Linked DNA regions of Mus musculus: region 2 is linked to region 1. Evidence: chromatin contacts called from public ChIA-PET data. All regions are on one chromosome and are shown on one strand. Each heading gives the region's core, a stretch centred on a gene start, on an enhancer-like site or on the middle of the called end of the contact. The rest is flanking DNA. Distances are from core to core; before and after follow the strand shown. Region 1 has its middle 25 kb from the start of Gm40750. Region 2 overlaps Atp2b1 (ATPase, Ca++ transporting, plasma membrane 1).

The links. ChIA-PET counts read pairs in DNA pulled down with a chosen protein or histone mark.
Region 2: an RNA polymerase II ChIA-PET map of memory CD8 T cells shows a contact between it and region 1, with 19 read pairs. The contact joins two enhancer-like sites. A contact is called at or near these places in 1 of 484 Hi-C or Micro-C datasets (bone marrow-derived macrophages) and 3 of 115 datasets of contacts at active chromatin or transcription factors (CD8 T cells, bone marrow-derived dendritic cells and memory CD8 T cells).

Annotation. Positions count from the first base shown.
Region 1 is chr10:98,780,299-98,784,302 of GRCm38.p6, reverse strand. No RefSeq gene overlaps it. Among named protein-coding and RNA genes, the nearest start is that of Gm40750, 25 kb to the left of the region's middle. Within about 2 kb of position 2,257, at least 72 of the 459 cell types and tissues checked have an H3K27ac peak or open chromatin away from gene starts, as enhancers often do. A contact at or near this core is called in memory CD8 T cells, where this site is marked.
Region 2 is chr10:98,956,603-98,960,606 of GRCm38.p6, reverse strand. The region is part of intron 1 of Atp2b1 (ATPase, Ca++ transporting, plasma membrane 1); the gene reads right to left. Among named protein-coding and RNA genes, the nearest start is that of Atp2b1, 43 kb to the right of the region's middle. Within about 2 kb of position 1,721, at least 35 of the 459 cell types and tissues checked have an H3K27ac peak or open chromatin away from gene starts, as enhancers often do. A contact at or near this core is called in memory CD8 T cells, where this site is marked.

The sequences.
Region 1 (4,004 bases), core at 1,008-3,507:
ATCTCGTGTGCATCTTTATAAAATCAGGGAAATGAAATTGGCCTATTTTGCAGTTGGCTTTTAGACACATTATTAATGCTGCTTACATAACTACTTCCTAACAGAAGAAGCTTAAGTTAGTGACAGTTTTCTTAGGAGTTAAAGTAGAGTAGTATTAATTGAGTTCCAAATGCATTGCTGAAACAAAGACACTTTGGTAAGGCCAACAAGAAAAGCCTTCCTGTGTGGATTGACAGTGACAATCACACAACACATAAAGTATTTGATAAGACCAATCATAATGAGGTGGAGAAAATTGACATACCATCAATATCACTAAAGCTATCAGACTTACATATATTTTTTTGCTGCTGTTGCTGGACAACAATAGTTGTTACTATTTTGTACTATTTTGTACTATTTTGGCTTTGTAGCTCAGGCTAGCCTTCAATGTAGCCTGGGTTGATTCTGAACTCATGGTTTTCCTGCCTCAATTTTTTGAGGACTATCCCTAGCTTTTGTCCCCGCCGGCAAGAACACACTCAGGACAACCAGAATCTTCTGCAGCAAAGCTTTTATTGCTTACTTATCAGGAGGGAAGACCCGAACTGGGAAAATGGTGCTGCTTATATAGCCCGCAACGTGACGTTTCAGCACCTGATGTGGCGTGACAGCTCCTGATTCGTTACTCGCCCATCACCCCATTGCTACGCCGCGAGATGGGCAGTGACGAGGTGTGAGTTCACTCTTGCACTTGCACATAAGGCTTGTTTACTAGTTAGGCGCAGTGAAAGCCAGCGCCATCTTAGAATGGTGATTGCTCACGGCACGCACACGATTGTTCGCGGCACGGCTCTCCACAGAGGACTGAATTTACGTAAGTGGATTATTATACCTAGTATCCTTGGGTTTCTATTGCTGCAATGAAACATCATGACCAAAAAGCAACTTGGGGAAAAAAGGGTTTATTATACTTCTAGAGCATACTCCATCATTCGAGAAAGTCAGGAGATGAGCTCAAGAGGGAGTAGAACCTAGAAGCAGGAGCTGCTGCAGAGGCCATGGAGGAGTGCAGATTCCTGGTTTGCTTCACATAGATTACTCAGCCTGCTTTCTTCTAGAACCCAGATCTACCAGCCCAGGGAATGGCACCACTCACAATGGATTGGGCCCTCCCGCATTGATCAATGATTGAGAAAATGCCTTATAGCTGGATCTCATGGAGTCATTTCCTCAACTGAGGCTCCCTCCTCTCTGATGAATCTAACTTGTGTCAAGTTGACACACAAAAGCAGCCAGTACACCTAGCTTTTCCATTTTGAAAATCATGTTTTAATTAGTAGAACATCATCTGCATCTTTAAACGGGTTGGCTTATGCATCACCTGATGAAGTATCCACTCGCTTCCTGGAAGTTTGGTCAATTACAGCCTGGAATACAAAGAAGAAAGACTTTTCTTCAATGGTGTAGTAAGTTATGTATGACAAAGACAAAATAATAACAAACGATGATGGATTAAGATGTTCTTGGAGTGTAGAGGGAATCGGTCTAAAGACATGACTGAATTCTACAAAGTATTCAAAAAGTTCAAACCCATGGGAAGTGGTGGCAAAGTTGGTTGTCCTAGTGTTTTTTTTGTTTTATTTTGTTTTGTTTTTGCAAGGATTTGCATTGTTCATGAAGCAGCCATCCCTGAATTTTGATCCAGAACAGTGCTGTGAGCAAAGGAACCCAGCTGTCAGTAGCAATTTCAGAATGTAGTAAATAATTTACTTGCATTTCTCAGAAAAAAAGGCTAAGGGAACACATAACTCTCAAAATTTTCCTCATGGGGTATGTTGGTGGAGGAGGGATATGAAGGAGGGTTCATATTTCATATTTCACTGTAATATGGATAACATCCCTCAGCATAAAGAAAAAGCATGATAAAAAATCTCTTTCTTCGAATTCCATTTTTCTTTTTTATGAGGGACTGCCTCCATGGGCAGCCTCTTCCCTGAGCCATGTCTGCTGGCCCAGCTTGGGCTGATTTTACTTCCCCTGCCCAGTGTCTCCTCCCATTCCTCGTAATTGGCTTAGCATACTTTACAGCTCACTCTTCTGTTTCCTGCTGCCTGTGGTAGGAGGGGGGGGGGGGGCATTGTTCTTTGTTGGCTCTGATGGTTCCCTGTGTCAGAGCTTTGTTTTCTTTTGATGTCTTTCCTCAGGAGATAGAGGTGGAAACAGTTGTACAAAACCATAGTCAGAGGATGCTAGAACGACTCAGAAAGGGGTAGCTTCTGTCTTGCTCTGGAGGAGCAATGTGTCTGAAACCCTACCAGAGGCAAGTCTAGCTCAGGATGCTCTCCCCCTCCTTCTGAATGCTTCAGCTGTGTGGGAACTTTCTCTGTGTGTCTGCGGCTGCTCAGGAAATAGCCTTCAATTGTAGAAACACAGGGTCATGGTTTCATACACTTTGGATGTCATTCGAGAGACAGATTAAAGGCAAGAATATGCACTATCTACACACTGTCTACTATCTCTTAGATACTATCTCTTCTATCTACTTTAATGTTATGCAGCATGGCAGATTTGAGGACTTTCCTTCTTTCCATCTTGTTTGTTTGTTCTTAGCCTCATCCAGGGAAAAGGATATGAGACTTTTTCATATTAATACTCAGGACCATGTATGTACCTATGACAAGAAACCCTTATTGATCACCAAAATGTTACATTTCCTTAAATCCATCCAGTGAATAAATAGGCATGAGTATGAGTATGTTGTCAAATAGTTAACAAGGCTCTACTTCAGTGTTAGATGACGAAATGTATATGTGGTTTTGTTAATGACATGGAGCACAGAAAATAATTTAATTGGTATCATAAAGGTCCCATCTACGTCCTTTTCCACCAAATTCATCTCCGAATCAGAAATGCTAATAAGCTGGAAATGGGTGGATGTGCGCTTTCGCCAACTCTTGTTTCCTTGCTCCCATAGCAGAAACCGATGGCTCAAACTCCTGCAGACGATTCATTCTAATTTTTTTATTGAATGAAAATGAAATCTGCCTGAATCAGAGCACAGACTGATGCAAGGACCACAGCGTGTGCTGTTCTTTATAAGCTGTGTATCTGGTCTCGGCATAATCATAGAGTGGCTAGCGATGATTCATCTAGAAGACCTATTTAAGGAAGGAAGAAAAGTCCCGGGCTTGAGAATGACCCTAATCAGGTGCTGACAATTGTGTGTTGAAAGTTCTATGTAAAGCCCAACTTTCCAACCACAAAAAGGGGCATGTTTTTGTTCAACATTTTGGAGTGTAGAAATTAAGGGAAAGCTGATCTAAGATGAAAGGCCTAGAAATAGTTTTAGCTTTCATGGTTGACACAGGAAAAAAAAATCTATTGAGCAGATTAAACAAATAAATGTCAAGTCATGTGTTTAACTTGAATTCTCATGAGGATTTGTAGTATTTGTCAGATGATTCTAAAGTTTATTTCTGATATTAGATAGATAGGCCAGGTCATAAGGCCTCAACTGAAGAGCCCCATCAGATTCTGCACAGGTAATGCTTTCTGCATTTCCCGTGCATCCACATATTTTAATCCCTTGGGTATTTCTTGCTTTTTTTTTTTTCCTCATTGTGGTTGTTTAACAACATATGACTATTTCTTTTCTTTTGCTAGGCATTGTGTTAAGCTTGGGGATATAAAATATGTCTCCCTTCCTTAAGTTTCTAAGACAAGAAAATGGACTTCAATTGTACAGTGCCCCTAAGTGCTGAGACAAAAATAAACCCAGATGCTAATTGAGACTGAGAAATCTCTGAAGGCTTCCAGGAAGGACTGGCTCATGGGCTGAGCTTTTAAAAAGTAATGTATTTACTGAGATGAAGGAGAGGCTGAGAATGTGGTTGATAAATGTGTAGATTCAACATCCAGGCAATCTGGTTCTCTCAAGCCTCGGGTGTGTCCATGACTGCACATAACCTTAGGCAAGTTACTCAACCTCTCGGTCTCTCAATTTCCTCCAACGGTGCTATCCT
Region 2 (4,004 bases), core at 472-2,971, 180 kb before region 1:
TCTATGAGGAGACCGGCCTAATCTCGCAAGGATGTACCTACAGAATCAACAAACCACAACCTCTCGATTTAACAAACATGATAAATTTTAACGTTATTGCTACTATGTACTGCAGATCTGTACTTCTCAGCCCCACTGTCTACTTATTGGTAATGTTTGTAGGGCTCTTAAAATGGGCCCTGCTGGGCTCCACCTCAGAAAAGTCTTCAATTGATGCAGCACACAGTAGGAAAACATATTTCTAAATTCTGGGATGCTAGGGATGATGATCCTGCTGTCAATTTTGTAAGTCACTATTTTATGAGACTGTGACCTGAACTTTGACTCATGAACTAACTGTTGGATGTCCATCTTGATCCAAAAGTTCCTGGACTAAATAGGCAAATTACTCATTCGTAATTTGCATGAATAACTCAAAGCAGATTATTTTCTACAAATATTTTGTGAGCTGGTACTCTGAACTGTTTTGGTTTTAATACCAAATACACTGATATTTTTCTACTTAAGTCTCATATTTCACAAATACTGTGAATAATTTTCTACTTTCAAACTAAAAAAGTTTAAGCACCTTAAGGCATTGATTTTAACAAATTTAACAAAATGCTTGAATTACATAGCTACCTTCTATTCATACCTCTAAGATAAACTATACTTTTCCCCCCCAATTCTGTTGATCTACTTAGGCATCTTTCATTTTTACAGTAAGATTCTTGGTTGCAAAGGTTTTTGCTTAGGGGGGTGCTTTTGAAAAGCTCCAAAATAAAGTTAATTTTATATAATCCTGTGCAATTTACCAAATATAAGAACATACTATACCTCCGGTTAAATATGAGAACCAAATGTTCTATCATTTTCTAGTCTCTCTGGTGCTGAAATTTTCAGCTTCAGTCAAGGAAGAGATTTCTAATTTAAAACAGTGTTTTTCCCTTCTGTTCAGGAGCTAAGAGGCACCATGAACACTTGAATGTCACGCCAGCTGCTCCGCCGGCCTACTCAGTGCTCAAGAGCTTCTAGCCTGTCAATTCACAAGAGCCTACACGTACATGCTTAGGGAAACAGGATGCTCATTATGTCACCCAACAGCCTCACAAAAATAAAGCCGGCAGTCCTGAGGGAGGCTAACTCTTTTCTGCAAACTGACATGAGCTTTCTGTCTCACTAATTGAAAACTCTGTAATTTCAAGGATTTGGCCCAGCACTTGAAAACTGAGCACCAAGCCGAGAGGATGAGGCCCTTGCCCGTGTCTTCCTTTCTACTGCATTTATGGAGTCTGGTTGTAGATGGTCTTTTGCAATCTCTAGCTATAGGTACTGAAGAGGAGCTTGGAAAAAAAAAAATCAATACTCCCTTTCATGCTAGTTCAAGTAATGTGGCTGGAAAATAAACTATATTTTAAGAAGATATTAGGCAGCATTTGATTTATGGTTAACTCAATAAGTGCAGAGAGTCTGGGCATCAGAACTGTGGCACACTCCATCACATCACCAATGGTCCTCTAAGCTCTTCCCGCATTCCCAATCTTTCTCCTCTTACTCCCCCACCCCCACCAATTGCTGGCCTTCCTTTGTTCTGACCGTAACTAAAGGCCAGTGCCACCCAATAGGGTCATCACCTGGAATTGCTCTATTTTCAGATTTCCTCTCTGGCACAACTTCTCTGATTAGTTTACCAAATCTTGTCACGTGTTCTGACTTCTAAGGCCACCAGACTCCTTAGCAATACTAGCTTCCCTCAAAAGCTAACTTCCCCGTGTCTTTATGTATGACTTTCTCTGATCTTCCTACTAAGCCCATCTGGTTAATTACTGACCCCTGGAAGACACAAGCCATCTGGATTAAAAAAAAAAAAAAAAAAGACATCTTTAACTAATTGAGGAGTTGGGTGGAGAGAGAGAGAGAGAGAGAGAGAGAGAGAGAGAGAGAGAGAGAGAGAGAGAGAGAGAGAGAGAGAAGGACTCAGTATGCATCTCTAGGTATCCTGGAACTTGGTATATATGCTGGCTGGGCTTGAACTTGATGTTCTACAGTTTCTGTCTCGGGCTTGCTTGCACCAACCATACCCACTGAAAAACAAACTAAAACACTTCTTAAGGCTAGACACAGTGACACACGCCTTTAATCCTGGTGTTCAGGAAGCAGGGGAAACAGAGGTAGGCCAACTGTCCTGAGTTCTGGTCTACATAACAGGTTCTAGGCCAGCCAGGGCTGGATGAGACCTTGTATCAAACCAAACCAAAGAAAACCAAACCACAAAGCCAAACCAAACCAAAACTAAAACTACAAACAAAAACCAAAACAAAACAAAAAACCTCTGCCCTCTCCCAAAGAATCAGGTTTTAGTTCATTAATAACTTACATGAGTCACTGTAAAATACAACCGACTGACATCTCATCTTCCCAGAATATTCCTGATTTCTGATTTCACGACTTTCTTACATGATCTGCACTCCTGGAGTAAGCCTGTTTCCTTAATTGCCACTGCAGGACAGCATCTCAATGCCTTTCAGTTAGGTCTCTCACTTGGCTTGCCGATATTCACATACATTCTACCCCATAAAAGACCATCTTTCTTTTCCCTTGAGAAGCATCCATCTCCTGGATTCTCTTAACCCAGGAGCTATCCAGTTTCATCTCCTTCTACCACACCTACTAGAAACATCTGTCCTCAATGCAGCCCCATCCCTGATTCTCTCCTTGAGGTTGGCAACTGGATCCATCCCTGAGCACACACTACTGAGATGAGACTACAGTGATTAATGATCTCAAGTTGCTTTCCAGGCCCCACCATTCTCTATGCAGCTGTCTTGTTACCCAGCATTCCTCTCTTCTATTCACTGTATCACTTAGTTCTCATACACCTCTAACCAAATTCACTGGCTTTTTAAATCTTTACAGCATCCTCAATGAGGGCATCACTGCATGTATTTGCCGGACTCTCTTGGCAACTCATAGAACAACATGGCCTCCATCTGCTACCTTGCTTTCTTGCTCCAGGTTACAGCTGCGGACCCACGTTATCATTTAAATATTCTGCAGTACTTCAAGTGAAATCACCATTATTATACTTAACCCTGTCTCATCTAAACCATTTCTTCCTAAAGTTTCTATCAGTCCCAAAGACATCTGAAAAAAAAAACCAAAAACCAAAAAAAAAAAAAACTTGTCCACGGCTCTGTCCAATAGTCACATACATTCTACCCTATGAAAGACTCTTTCTTTCTTTCTCTTCCTTTAGGAAGCATCCATCTCCTGGATTCTTAACCCACAAGCTTATCCAGTTTCATCTCCTTCTACCACACCTACTAGAAACATCTGTCCTCAATGCAACTTAAGGGCTGTTCACAGTCTACAAAGGAAAAAGACAAGTGTACAAGCAAGGACAAACAAACACGACCCAAGGACTCACAAAGGAAATGGCGAACAAACAACTAAGTATCAACGAGTATGGGGCTTTAAGAACAATTTCCGGCTTCACTGTCTAGAATAGCCCTCACCAGGACCAGGAGTACAGGGTGGTTAAGATGAAAAGTCATGACACTCTGATGCCATCGGGAGCATGGCAACAAGGAGGTGGCACAAGAAACAGCTGGTCTCGTGATAAAAGCATTATTTCTATCTCCAAAGAATTTTACAGAAACTAATCTTCTCTCCTAAAGTACAACCTCCGCCTCCATGACAGAATGCTAAAATAATAGCAGCAGCAGTCACATAAAGGAGAAGGGAAGGGCTGGGAGATAGCTCAATAGTTAAGAGCTGTAGCAGGTGTTCCAGGGGGGACCAGCGCTCAGTTCCTAGGATGCACATAGGCCACCTGAAACTGCCTGCAACTCTGGTCCCAGGGATCTCAGAGCCTCTGGTCTGCAAGCATGTGCACACTCCCCCCTCCCCAGCCCCCACACACATTTACATTAACATAAAGAAAATAACTGAAACTGAAGGTCAATATAGAGCCAATGAGGAAACAAGTAATCTTCTAATTTGTTGACTCTTTCTTTCTGCTATTA